Linked DNA regions of Hordeum vulgare: region 2 is linked to region 1. The links are chromatin contacts, called in public Hi-C maps. All regions are on one chromosome and are shown on one strand. The core of a region is the stretch at or near the end of the contact, and the rest is flanking DNA. Distances in the headings are between cores, read along the strand shown. Region 1 holds the start of LOC123396535 (OVARIAN TUMOR DOMAIN-containing deubiquitinating enzyme 5). Region 2 holds the start of LOC123452767.

Region 1 (7,000 bases), core at 2,503-5,002:
GCTCCCTCGGTATCTGGCGTATAGTCAGCGTCATCGATAAAAATGTTTTAAAAAATGAAAAGAAAAGAAGGAAACACAAAATGAGGTCTCCTCTCTCGGATGTATATAGACATATTTTAGAGTGTACATTCAATCATTTTGCTTCGTATATAGACACTTAGTGAAATCACTTAAAAGACTTATATTTTATATTTAGGAACGGAGGGAGTACATCGATGGCGATCGACGAACGCCGCCGCCACCAGCTCCTTGTTTCACCCGCCTCCCTCTACGTCGGTTGGATCGATCCCGTGTCTCTCCATGACCTAGTGTCCACCACTGACTTTGATTCTGCACCCTGGTCCCTCCTGACCTTGGCCTAGGGCGAGATCTGGTGCGCCACCTATGCAGTTGCCGTTGCAGAGAGGGGGAGAGAGAGAGGGGAGGAGAGGGAGATGGAGGAGGTGGCGCGAACGGGACAACCCCCATGTATGCGTGCCAGGCGCGGGCGATGTATGTGGTCTCGCCGGCGGGTGTGGCCAAGCTCAACCTCGCGCTGGAGTTGTTCTTTCTTCTACCCCCAATGTCTTTTACGATCTTCAGGTTAGGCCCATCTCCAGTTCCATGTTCCATTATATTGTTGTGTTCTTATTCTGTGGATCCTACTTTTGAATTATTGGCTGATGCTTTGTTAGTTTTTTATGGTTGTAGACTGTTGATAATTTAATATACTACTCAAGAATTAACTATGTAAATCATTTGAATCATTGCTGAGAAAATTAGCCAATCTAGCATATATGAATTGCCACCAAATATTTAGGTTGAGTGGTGTACTTATGTTAAGTTCAACATGGATTAAATTCCCCACACTGCAGGTAGTTCTCACCATCAACATCACAAGGGACAAGTATAATGCAATCTGAAGTCGATAATGTTTTTTATTGTCGGGTTAGTTTGCTGACTGCTGATGATCGTATTTACTTAGTACGTTCTTGTATCTTCAGATTAGAATATCTTTTTTGTGTAGAGTATTTGCTTCAGCTTGTCACTTAATTGTTGTAGGTATGGGGTAGAAGAATCAAACACGTGTTCGACTCCATCTAGAACCTCAAAGAGCTCTATGACGGTGGTGCAGACCGTCCCTTGCAGCGTAATAAAAACGTGCTACAGCAACCCCCCTCTACGACGATGCGATCATGCCTCTAACCTCGACTGAATTGTAGAAGCGCGCTGGTGGCACCCTTGCCCCTCACTTATGCTTCAGGAGCTCGCCACTTACCATTGCTCTATGAAGACTCAGTAACAATGAACAGGTAGCAGGTCCTGGGATTCACCAGATCCACAATGTGCGTGGTTGTAGGGGCATCTATGCACAGATAGAATATATGGACCTCGAGTGCAAGAAAGGCATCACCATCCAATCGAATGCTACCTTTTGTACCTAGAATGGTACCAGGTCCATTTTTCTCCTTTTTTTCACTCATTTGCAATTAATCCATTTAGCTCTCTTTGGTTGGTTGTTAATGAAAATAATGGGAGATTGGGTTATCATACAATGATATGATACATTTGCTTGTGAGAGAATGATCTATTACCTCATGCCTTTCCACTGTTTTGGAGCTAACTGTAACTCAGTTTCGTTAATTAGTGTGACAAGATAGCTTTTTTTGGGTGTTTCTTTCACAAATTAGTAGCACATATGGTTTCTTTCATAGAAGCTTAATTGGTCGATGGGTGCATCAACTGCCTTTACTAAATCCCAAAAAATAATCTTGAGAATTTTATAAAAGATCCAACCTTATTTGTAACCAACTAGCAAAGTTTATGTTCTCCTGGATATACTAGCTTTAACTAATAAATAGTCTGTAAGTACGTCTAAGTGATATATATTCGCCGGGAGTTTAAATATTAAAACTAAGTTGATTGATAATATTTATCACAGGACAATCGTTTGTTGTCGTACTTATTATTTATTATCCGCAAGAGTCCTTACTGGACCTTTCAATTTTGTGTTCCACTCGGTACTGAAAGTTTGTTTAATGTTGCATTGAGATATTGAATCAGACCTTTTGTTTAGAGTATTGGAGTCGTATATTGATGTCTGTAGCTTTTGGTGCCTACACCTCACCAAGATGCTTGTGCCAGCGGCCCGGGGGTGACACACATGAATGGTAGGTGTAGCCATGTTTCGTCATCTTCTTCGCATGCTAGCTCAAACCTTAAGTGTGCTGAGATCCATACCCTGCCCCGCTGGTTGTTACATTGGTATTCTTCATTGGCCTCTCAGGAGCTTGATTTGTGACTTTCCTGACCAAAGAATGTAGTAAAGCCTTTTATATGGAAGAGCTAACCTTCTCAACATGTACTCAATCAAGATTCACACCCACATAATACTTTTATGTATCTTAACTTTACCTTATATTTGTGGATGACATTTTTCTCCAATAGGTTTCAGTGATAAGAAAACATTTATTGATTTATCACCGTTGTTGTTGTTGTTCGTTCGCAAGGGAGAAGTGCTGACCTCCCACTTCACTACATGTCCGTTACTTCTTATGTTCTTGGTATCATAAAATTGTTAAATTCATGAATTATAAATTTGTAGGTACCCTCACGCCCACCGTCATGGTTCAAGCTTAGTTAATATGGAACTTGGTTGCGTTGATTTTATAAGGAAAGATGGTGTATGGGTTGGTGAGAAGACCCGGATCAAGTATATGCTTTTGTATCAAGGGATCATAGCCTCGTACCTACCATAAGTTGTGATCAGCTCTACATACCTGCAATGTTATCTCGTGACGTTTTTGTGGCAAGAAGCTCAACATAACACATATGTTTGAAAGTTGAATGTTGATCCTAAATAAAAATATCAGGAAAATTCTTATACTACAAATGTATACAATATATTGTTTTCATGATTTATGTCCAGCAAGTGTTAAGATTCTACAAGTCATGACATACATTTTTTCACCATATCTTTAGTATTTGATACTAAGTTTGCTATGGTTATGTGCTTGACAATGATCTTATATACTGTATGAGTAAAATATAGAGTTTATAGTCAGTTAATAAGGATATGCGTTTTCTTGGTTAATGCATAAAAAATAGTTTCTGGGCTGAGTATGGAAGCAATCTATGTTAAGCATGATTATTATTGTAAGAGTTAAGTCTACTTTAAACCTCCCCTGGTGCTCTGAGTTGAACCTCCAAGCTCATTACTAATAACACCCCCTTTGCAGATCAAATGAAATTCACCACTCATTTTGATCATCACTATTCTTCATTTTTGCAAACTGACCGAAGTTGGAAAAGTTTCCGACTCGATTATTGACAAAATATGGCTCAGTTTACACACTTTTGACATACCTACCATTCTAAGTAAAAATAAACCGGCGCAGCAACGCGCGCCATCAATGATCTAGTTGGATTAGAGAATTGGGTTGCATCGATAGATTAACTGATGATGCACTAGGCACTTATATAGAGACACATGGGTTGCACGACTCCCTTGTCCTCCAAAATACATACACGTTACAAGGAAAAAAAGACGTGATAGATGCAATTTACAAAGCCTAGAGCCCTAGACCTATATATGTACATGTAATATTAACATGTTCAACAGTTCCAAGCTAATTTCCCTACATCTAATCATGGTGTAAGTTTTTCGCTAGGGGAAAATTTCCGCCCATGAAGAGTTTGAGCGTTAGTTAGGTTTCCAGCGCACACGACCGCCCCGTTAGTCTATCGTCGTATCCAAATATCCCGCAGCTTCCTGACCTGGGCCCAAAGTTAACCCCACATTGTTTGGCTCCCCAGCTCTTCGTCCTTGCCGGAGTCTCGCGCCGCCGAAACTCCTCCTCCTACCGCCGGAGCCTGCCTGCCATCTCGCGCCGTGGGAACCCTTCCTCCTCCCACCCATCCACCCGGACGCGGTTCCTCTCGCTGGTCAGGCAGCCCTAGCCGGCTAGCCCCGCGCCACGCCGATGGACGAAACCCTAGCCGCCGAAGCCGGTGCCGCCGCCGCCGGCGCGACGGAGGAGAAGGCGGTGCCGGAGCGGCAGCCGGAGACGCTCGAGGAGGTCATCTCGAGGCACAGGTTAGCCCCCCTGACCTTGTTCTGGTCCTCGGCGTTTTAGGCATTTACCCGAGCTGTGGAGTTGGTTAATCGCCAGTAAGCTTGCTCGTTGGCTGTGGGCAAGATGCGCGTTGCTCTTGGTGATTTATATGAGGTTGCGATTGTTCGAGCCATGCGTTTACTGATAATTCTGGTCGTGCCTGCGAGGAAACAAAGATTGAATTATCTCATGATTATCGGGTTTTAGTTCATAACTTGGATTAGTTCATTAGATTTCTTGTTTTATTTTGTCCCTGGAATAGGAGAAGCTGAGAAAGATGACGTTTTCATCTTAACTGGAGTAGTAATCTTGGGTTTTGCTTCTGAGCGAGCAAGTTCACAGTTTGCAGAGCTAGCTTATTATGTTACTAAGGCATTGTGATTATAGTATGTGTTTCATCGTTACCTTTCTTTTTCTAGTTTTCTATCAGTGATGCATTGAATTATCTTGGGAAGTTGAGATAACATATTAACGTGTGTCGGTGTTCCTAGATGGCTATAATTCCTCTTAGGCTACCTGAACTACAACTCACATCAACACATGAAAAATATGTCACAAGTACAACAATGCATGTATGTTGCACATAAGGCATGCGAATGATGGAAGCCTGGCTTTTATATCTTTCACATAATAAATGAAACGCTAAATTTGATTTGTTAAGCGCTTTCCACAGGAAAAATACATCAGATAAATGTTTAAGGTATCTAGGAGCTCCTTCATTGATGATAATAATTAATGAATGATGCCTAATGCCCACTATTACCATTCTCGTTTTACACAGTGAAATTTAGTTAAATGTAGCCGTACAATGCAAGTGTATCCTCCTTTAGATCTATTGTGTATATGCTAATGTCATAGACCAGTGTGTCCTGCAACTTAGCCATTACTAACACTCGGATAATTTACTCTACACTTAGCAGTAGTATCTGGAGGAGGTCATCTTGAGGCATCACTTAGCCTCCCTGACTTTGTTCTGGTTCTAAGTGCTTTAGGCATTTAGCTGACCTGTGGATTAGGTTAATCTTAATTAAGCTTGCTCATTTGCTTTGTGCGAGATGCATGTTGTTCTTGTTGATTTAGGAGGTTGCAATGGTCCGAGCCATGTGTTTAGTGAGTATTATTGGTCCTGCCTGTGAGAAAACGAAGATATAACTTTTCTCATGATTATCAGGGTTGTAGTTCAAAACCTCGTATAGCTCATTATAAATTTGTCATTTTTGTTTGTCCCTGGAATAAGAGAAGCTGAAAAAGATGACATTTTCTTGTTTTTCCCTGGAGTAGTATCTTTGGTTTTGCTTCTGAGTGAGCAAGTTCACGGTTCCATAGCTAGCATCTCATTAGGTTACCAACACATTGTAATTATATTTGTTTCTGCACTACCTTTTTGGAAACCAATACGAGCGACACGCGCACACGTTGCCACATCGTGTGACATCAGCACATGCGACATCTGCATGGCAAGCGTCCGGTTTTGCATGACCCATCGATGGTTGAGAGCCCGTCATGTGCTATGGACAAGTGCAGCATGTTGGCGCGCTATCTTAGCCGTTCTTGTTTCCATATCAGAGTTGCATTGAATTATCGAGAGAAGTTATAACATGTTTCCCTGTACCTAGATGGCAATAATTCCTCTTACGCTACTTGAACTAAAACTCTCATTAACACATGAAAATAGGTCACCAGTACAACAGTGCACAGTGCATGTAAGTTACACATAAGACATAGACCAGATACATGTTTCAGGTATCTAGGAGTTCCTTCATTGATGATAATTAATGAATGATGCCTAGTGCCTACTATAAGCGTTCTTGTTTAATATGGTGAAGTTTTAGTTAAATACAGCCATACAGTGCAAGTTTCTCCCTCTTTAGGTATATCCCGTATGTGCTGCAGTATGTCATAGACCAGTGTGCCTTGCAGCCAGGGTGACTGCAACTTAGCAGTAGTAACATTAGTTTCTGCACAGGACTACCCAAATTGCTTAGGCAGTGGAATATTTCATGTGTTGCAATATAATAGCTAATTCTGTCCAAATTCTAAAGTTGAGATAATATCATTTAAGTTATTTGCCATTAACCGTCTTATTTTAAAGGAAATAATTGAAAGGATAATGAATGATTTTGTTATTAGGGTGAGCACGTGTAAGAGTTCTTGGTTCCGCTTAAGTTACCCTGTTGAAAATTGTAACAATTTGTCAACAATGAATAAATAAATGTGATTCATTTGTTACTTTGTTTTCATTGTTAAATTGTGCTTGTGTAGCTCACCTATCATCCTTAATTTATTTTCCTGGTAACTTGATTGTTTGAGAAATTGTGGAGGATGCTTTGTTTTCAGTTGATTTACATGGTGTGGCTAAGAACAATCACCTTTTATACATGTAACAGGAAGGAGAAATCCAAACTCCAGGATAAGGAAACAAGTCTGAAGAAAGCAGCTGCCAAAGGCAGCAAAGCTGAGCAGAAGGCCAAGAAAAAGCAGGTCGAGGAAGAGATATCGCGCCTATCAGCTGCATTAGAGGCGAAACATGCTGCAGAGCTTGCTTCTTTTGGGTACAAACCCGCAGAAAGCTCTGAAAAGGGGAACCTCGACACCTTAGTGAAGGCCATAGCTGGCGTTTCTGTTTCTAGCAATGCAGATTCTGCGAAGCCGGGGAAGGCTGCAAAACGGCGAGAGAAGAAGGCAAAGGAAGAAGCTGCTCGAGAGCAGCGAATTCAAGAAGAACAAACCAATCTTGTCAGTGATCGCATGTTAGAAGACGAGAAACTTGGAAGGAGGCTTGAGCCCTTGGGGCTGACCATTCATGAGATAAAGCCAGACGGCCATTGCTTGTACCGTGCTATCGAGAACCAGCTGTCACTCCATTCCAAGGGCACTACACAGTACAATCACCAGGAGCTACGGCA
Region 2 (7,000 bases), core at 2,123-4,622, 670 kb before region 1:
AAGCAGTCACAACTTCAACTCTTATAGTCACCTTTTTACTGTCTCTGCGACCATTCTTATAAAAGGAAGCCTCGGGTATATCTAGTGCTCCATTTGACTGTTTCTGGTTTGGGTCTATCTTTATATGGCTAAGAAAACCGATGCCGAGAGATATGCCATTTTTCTCAGCTATCTTCTGGACAAATTCAGCATTAATGAAAGCACCACCACTTTGCTTCAGATTGAAAGCAACGGACGCTCCCCTTTCATACTTAATCTTTGGACCATAAATGTGGACAAGAGGAACTCCATCACTGTCTTTTGAGCCTGGCAGCTTCAGCTGCAACAGCGAAGTTACTAGCCAATTGATAAGGTACCTTAACCTGAGAGTTGTTCTGTTGAGGCCCATCATGTCAACATGATCAATGTGCCTGCAAATTATCTCTGGTTCCCTCCTGCTCCACTCTTGAGCATCATCATAACCATCACTTATACAAGCATCGTCGTCACGAAATGGATATCCAGACGCTTCAGCAGCATCTGAGGCCCGATGTAGTCTGTCAGCAATCATATTCGCCTCGGTGTTGAATGAAACCCTGCGCCCCATGCTTAGAGCTCCGTCAATCTCTTCAACACCGAAGAGACGACCCCCAGCAAACCTGCTGTTTCCATCCCTCCGTCCCAGCAGCCTGAACTCCCCTTCAGTCTCCCTTCTTATCGCACTTTCTTTGTGGTCCAAACCACCGTCCATGGCATGCTGGCATGCAACCTCTTCAACCTCTGGCTCCTCTTGGATTTCACTAACTTGCCTGAAATGATTTCCCCGGCCATTCTCATAGATTTCTTCTTCAGGGCCTTCCCTGAGGCAGTCTACATCTTGTGAGACTGACAGTACAGCAGCATCAAAAGAAATCACATTACCATCATAAAGTGGGCTTCTAGATATCCTTGACGGTAGGTTAGGTGACATCCTCTTGTTACCCTTTCTGCCAGTGAACCAAGACGATGGTAGCGGTGATCCCAGTTTCCCTTTCTTGAACTGGCCGGACTTCTCTGACCCCAACGGGCTCTGGCCAACATCAACCCAGAAGGAGTTCTCTGATGAACAGTCCTCGCTGAATGCTGGGCTTCTCATCACCTCACCGACAGATATGCTCTCGGTTTCTTCGAAAATGGTGCTCGCCCCGTCCCTATCCGAGCTGCTGTCACGGCCAGGGTCGCTCTCAAACGTCTCTCTGACCTGAGCAGACGTGTACACACCCGAAAATGCTGGCAGCTGCGAGCCATTCCGAACATCAGGCACTGTATTTTCATCTATCGGAGTGCAAGAGTCGTCTTCAAGTCCCTCAGTTTCCACTGCATCAAATTCATCGATGGAGTCACTCAGGTACTGTGGAAAGACTGGAACAATCCTGACCATCCCAGAGGCATTGCAGCCATTCCTCCCCTGCAAGCTCCCAATAACCGACTTCTTGATCAGAAGGCAACCAAATCCAGTTGGGTCAGAACCAAACACCCGGTAGAATGACGTTATAATGAAGTCGGGCCGGAACAGCGAGAGCCCCAGCGAGTCCATGTCCTTGGGACCAAGTGCACCAGCATCAAGCATAACATGCCAGCCATTCTGCTGCGCCAGCGCCATCCACTGGTAGGAGTACTTGGCGCCGGTCACCCGAGACTGCGCAGGGAACACGAACAATCCGACCGCAGCATCCCGTCGCCTGGCCTTCCTCTTGCCCACGATCTCCTTGCGCAGCTCCGTCGAGCAGAGCTTCAGAGTGGGCCAGCGGAACCATGCGGTGCGCGTCTTGGCACCCTTTGCCCGCGCACTCTGCGCCATCCAGTTCACCGACTGGCTCTCATGGTCAAACATGGTGAGCAGCCTTCGGTTGTTCTCAAACGGGTAGCACTCGGCCAGCAGCTTGAATGCTGACCCCCGGCTCACGGTGAAGACCAGGGCGTACTCGCTGGCCGGCACATTCAGGTACTCGAGGATCCGCTCCTTGATGTCATTCTCGGCCGTGCCGGGCTCAGCGCCACCGTAGAGCGCGTGGTTGCTGAGATTGGCATTGAGTTCGGACAATGTGAAGGAGGAGGAGGAGGAGTCCCAGCTGGAGTCGAAGAGGCCGAAGCCGCAGTAGTCGAGGCAGACCCTGGCGGCGCCGGGGGCGTCGAGGTGGGAGTAATGGTCGAGGCGGAGGCGGTCGACGTCGGAGGTGGAGGCGTAGTCCGGGTACATGGAGAGGAATGTGGCTATGGCGTGGGCGAGGAGCGGCAGGTCGGAGATGGAGCGGAACGGGCCGGCTGCGGCGGCGAGGGCGGTGGCGCGGAGGAAGTCGCGCTGCGCCCGCAGGCGCGCCAGGGAGCGGGAGCGCGTGACCGCGGCGTCCGCCTCCGCGCCGGCCGCGTCGGGCGGCGGGCAGAGGGCGCCCTCCTCCGACGCGGCGTCCAGCGCGTCCCGCAGCTGCCGGAGGAACGACGCCGGGTCGTCACGCCGGCCGTTGCCGTTACCGCCGCCATGCCCGCGTCCGCCTCCTCCCCGCCGCCGGTGGTTCTTGGAGAGGAGGATGGCGGCGCAGTGTGAGAGCGGCTTCCACAGGGAGAGATGCATGTGCCGCCCGCCCGCCCGAGCAGCCGGATCGACGACGAGGAACAGAACCAACCGCAGCCCCTGCGCGCCCGGATCAACGGGCGGAGCGCGGCATGGGAAGACGGAGCGGGCCGGAAAACCCCGAGATTTCTGGGCGTGGAGGCGGGATTCCGGATCGATCGGCGCCCAGCAACGGGCGCGGAAAAACTGCGGCTCCGGGCAAAGGGGGAAGAGAACCGGATCTTCCGCCGGGGTGGAGGTGGTGGGGGGAGAGAGAAACCGGGGGATCGGATCGGGGAATGCCAGAGCCGGCAGCCAAGAACAGTGGAGCTTTCTTTGAAGCGGAAATGGAGGAGGGCTCGGGACGCAGCCAGCGACACCCTCGGCCTTTCTCCCAGCGGAAAGAGGGAGCTTTTTGGCAGGACCAAGAACTCAAATTAAAGAAGACGAATAGATAGATAGAAAGAAAGAAAGAAAGATGGATGGATGGAGACCTCAGCAAGGATTTGACTCCGCTTTGCTTGCTTTTGCACACCACCAAGAAGAACTCACTCACTGGCTCCTTCACTCGGTGGGAGGTGAGAGCTCACTCAGATCCTCCCCCGCTCTCACCAAACACGTCGATAGTGGTTTGGGGCGCACTAAATGCGTTGTGGCATCATGGAGAGGAGGCTTGCATTCATTTCGTTTCCGCCCACCCAAGAACTACCAACACCACACCAACTTCTTCATTTTTTCTCTATCTCTTTGTGTTTCTACACTACCACTTCCACTCCTAGTCTGCTACTGCCTTGCCTCGCTTTGGAGCTGCAAAAGGTACCGGCACTATTTTAGTGAGGCTGGCCTGGCTGGGGTGGGGTGGGGTGCTTTGGTACCGTCCACCCGGTAAAAAACAAAGTGTTTGGTGCTGTCATATTATTATTGTTATTGGCTCTACCTTGTTAGTTTTTGCTCCCTTGGACTGGGGCTCACACACGGGCAGTGGGCTGGAAAGCGGGATGGGGAGGGGTCGCTGCAAGCAAGGCTTTCTTTCCTGGGGCATTGACTTTTCTTTATCTCTTTCTTCCTTAGTTTCTTTCCCCCGTTGAGGAATTGAAATGCAGAGCGTCCGCACTGTGGTTGGGTGTTGGCTTTAGGTTTTACGAAGGTTTTGTTTTTTTGGTATACCTATGGTGAGGCTAAAGCAAAAGTTTTTGTCCGAATGATTATTCCCTCGACCGGGTTCTCGCGTGTGTGTGTATATGTGTGTGTGGAGTTGTCTTTATGCACGTGTGCTTTGTTGAGGAAAAAGATTATTTACTTGCTTGTGATGATGTCCTTCCATTGCATTGCATGATGATAATTCTTCTGTGATCATGTTGTTTTGTTTGTGCTGCCTTTTTCATGATTGTTTTGGACACTTTGGTGCGGCAAAGCTGGATAGGCCCTCAAGGAAATAAATAGCGTTTTCCCCAGCTTTGTTCAACCTTTAGGCCTCGTTTCGTCAAGGGGAATTGGGAAGGTTTTGAGAGGGAGGAATTTTAAGGGATTGGATGAATCTCTTTGTTCCATCCAATTCTCTCAAATCTCCGGGGTTTTGCTTCCACCAGTCCCCTAAGGCCTCGTTTGGTTAAGAGGGATTGGGGAGGTTTTGAGAGAGAGGGATTTCAGGGGATTGGGTGAATCCCTTTGTTCCACTCAATCCTCTCAAATCCCCAGGGCTTTGCTTCCACTAGTCCCCCGAGGAGGATTTTGAAACACATGGATAGGAAGGGATTGAAGGGGAACGGAGGGGGTTGGGCTAAGCAAACCCCTCCTACCAAATGGGCGTCCGAGAATCTATGGGGTTTCTGACCCTTTCGGGGATTTTCCTCTCAAAACCTATCCAATCCCCTTTAACCAAACGAGGCCTGAGGAGGGTTCTGAAACACATGGATAGGAATGGATTGAAGGGGAACGAAGGAGATTGGGCTAAGCAAACCCCTCCTACCAAATGGACGCCCGAGGATCTGTTAGGTTTCTGGATCTCCGGGGATTTTTCTCTCAAAACCTACCCAATCCCCCTTAACCAAACGAGGCCTTAGTGTTGATAATATGTCCTTCGTTATGGCAGACCCCGAACGAGTGAAGTGGGCATATAAGTGACACTTGTTCTTCTTGTTAATGGCAGCTCCATATATCTCGTGGTGTTTACGTCTGAATGATAGTAGTATTCCCTTCGTTTCATACTTTCATAGGAGTATTATATTAGTTGTCGCAGATTTGAGTGCACGGGATGGATGAAGTGTTATCATTTTTCTCTTTCCATCTTAGCATTTTTCTAAGCTGAAAAAAAACATAAGCCGTAAACAGACAGCGTGCCATATGGACCCTCTGAATCCATCTGTAGACACGCCGGCAGCAGTGTCGCATCTACAGCGCCCATGCGCAGAGGATCATGGGCAATGTCAAACGCGGCCGGCCACGTAAGCCCTGTGAGGCCGTGAGCGGAGCTGTCGCAGAAAAGGCCGCAACTCTTTTATATTTCTTCCACGTCCATGCTGCACTGCTGCCCGCTGACCTAGTGACACTGATAGCAACAGTTGCCCTCTGCGATGTGTGGCCTCGTCTGGTCTACTCACTGGGCGAGAGTGACCGAGATTTTCCTATCGACATTGTGAAAATGTCAATGCGATTTTACACAGCAAGACTCTGAAATGTACTATTAGAGCAAACTCTAATAAGTGGACGACCCATTTCGTCCATCATCATTTGTTTCAGTCCGTGGGGATAAAAAAATTGTCCCAACGCGCTGACTTAAACAGACGCAAGTCCTTTTTTTGTCCGTCTGCCTATCCATTTTCGGTCTAATTTTAATTCCGATTTGCGTCGTCGCGGACACGAAACGGACGCGCGCCTACTTCCCTCTTTGGTCCGCAAGTCGGCGACAAAGCGGCCACCATTTTTCTCCATTTTCTTCAAACTCTCCTGCTCGCTCCCGCGCCCGCTCCCACCGTCATGGACGACGACTTCGAGGCCGCCGCCTCCATCGCCTCAATGGCCTTGTCCGTAGCCGCCGCGAAGCTAGAGGCAAGGCCCGTGCCCCCCGCAAGGTCGCCGCACCGCCTAAGAAGAAGAAGAAGGAGTTGACGTCCGAGGAGCGGGTCGTGGAGTCGACCAAGAGGAAGGGCCGAAGGCACACGCAGGATGCAAGGGGCCAGCGCAGCAGGAAGACACCAATGTCGGGGTGAAGGCGACAACGATGGAGGCCTTGTTGTACCTAGGGGTAAACCCTAGCCAGCACGTGCTTGTCAAACGCCGCCGTTGCCGCAGCCACGGCCAGCACGGGCTCGTCAACATATCCTCGGATGATGTTGTCGGAGTCGTCGCGCGCGTCTTGCACGCAGCCGATTCCCGGCTTCCGCGTCTACCGCAAGGCATCCGCTTCTCCGGGAAATGCTCGCCGGAAGTGAGCATTGTGGCCCCTTCCACGCCTGCGCCGGTGAGCATCGACCTCAACGCCATGCCGGTGGCAGACGGATCATCGTCCGGAGACATGAGAAAACGCCAGTGCGAGATGCCAGCCGACATGTTCACCGGCGCCCGCAATCTGTTCGACGAAATGCCGACGGACGTCGACGATGACACGGCCAACCGTTTCCTCGAGAACATGATCTTCGAAGGTGCACCGACGGCTGGTGCGTACGATCCCGATGAGACCCAAAGCTAGGACGGCCGAACGCCGTTCAGCAAGCCACCAATGATCCACATGACGCCTTCATGCAAGATCAGGTCGGCCTAGATGGCTTCCCGCTCGACCATGAGGTCCCGGAGGACTACGGCCTTGAGGAGGAGGACGATGACATGGACATCGATGGGGAGCCTTTGTTCGAGGAGGAGCTCGCCAACCAAACTGTCGTCGGGGCAAAGCTGAAGCACGAGAGCAAGCGAACGAAGGCATACATGCCTTACTTGAAAAGGTGGAGGGGATGATAAGCAAGAAGGACTTGAGGGAGGAGAAACGCCGGTAAGAAAAGGAAGAGCAAATGCACGTCTTCATGGAAATCCAAAGGAGGAGGTTCGAGATGGACGCGGAGAGGCAAGCCAAAATGCTTGAGTTAGTGGAGGCGAAACAAGCCAAGATGCTCGAGATCGAGGTCACCAATGCCAGGACCAAGGCGCAAGAAGTGGCCCTCGCAAGCATGAAGACGGGCGCGGAGATCATGAAGGTTGATCTGAACACCGTGTCGCGGAGGAAGAGGCTATGGTTCGAGAAGATGCAGGCCGAAATGTTCAAGTTCGACCAGCTCTGATTTGTGACGGAGATCATAAAGGTTGATCTGAACAGCGTGTCGTCGAGGAAGAAGCTATGGTTCGAGAAGATGTAGGCCGGAATGTTCAAGTTCGGCCAGCTGTGATCCGCGACGGAGATCATGGAACATTTTTTGTATGCCGGCAAGTGTGCTGGCATGA

What was found. A called contact is a pair of places that touch in the nucleus more often than the background predicts.
Region 2: a contact with region 1 is called in a Hi-C map of seedling, with 4 times the contacts expected there. The contact joins the promoter of LOC123452767 here to the promoter of LOC123396535 in region 1. A contact is called at or near these places in 2 of 6 Hi-C or Micro-C datasets (leaf and seedling) and 1 of 1 datasets of contacts at active chromatin or transcription factors (embryo).

The regions. Positions count from the first base shown.
Region 1 is chr5H:63,300,812-63,307,811 of MorexV3_pseudomolecules_assembly, reverse strand. LOC123396535 (OVARIAN TUMOR DOMAIN-containing deubiquitinating enzyme 5) reads left to right here and starts at 3,752. Exons shown (of 2, transcript XM_045091448.1): 1 at 3,752-4,075; 2 at 6,482-7,000. The coding sequence starts at 3,963. It overlaps LOC123397387 (a long non-coding RNA gene), which reads left to right and starts at 173. Exons shown (of 3, transcript XR_006609946.1): 1 at 173-582; 2 at 855-927; 3 at 1,042-2,932.
Region 2 is chr5H:63,970,319-63,977,318 of MorexV3_pseudomolecules_assembly, reverse strand. It overlaps LOC123452767, which reads right to left and starts at 3,372. Exons shown (of 1, transcript XM_045129478.1): 1 at 1-3,372. The coding sequence starts at 2,590.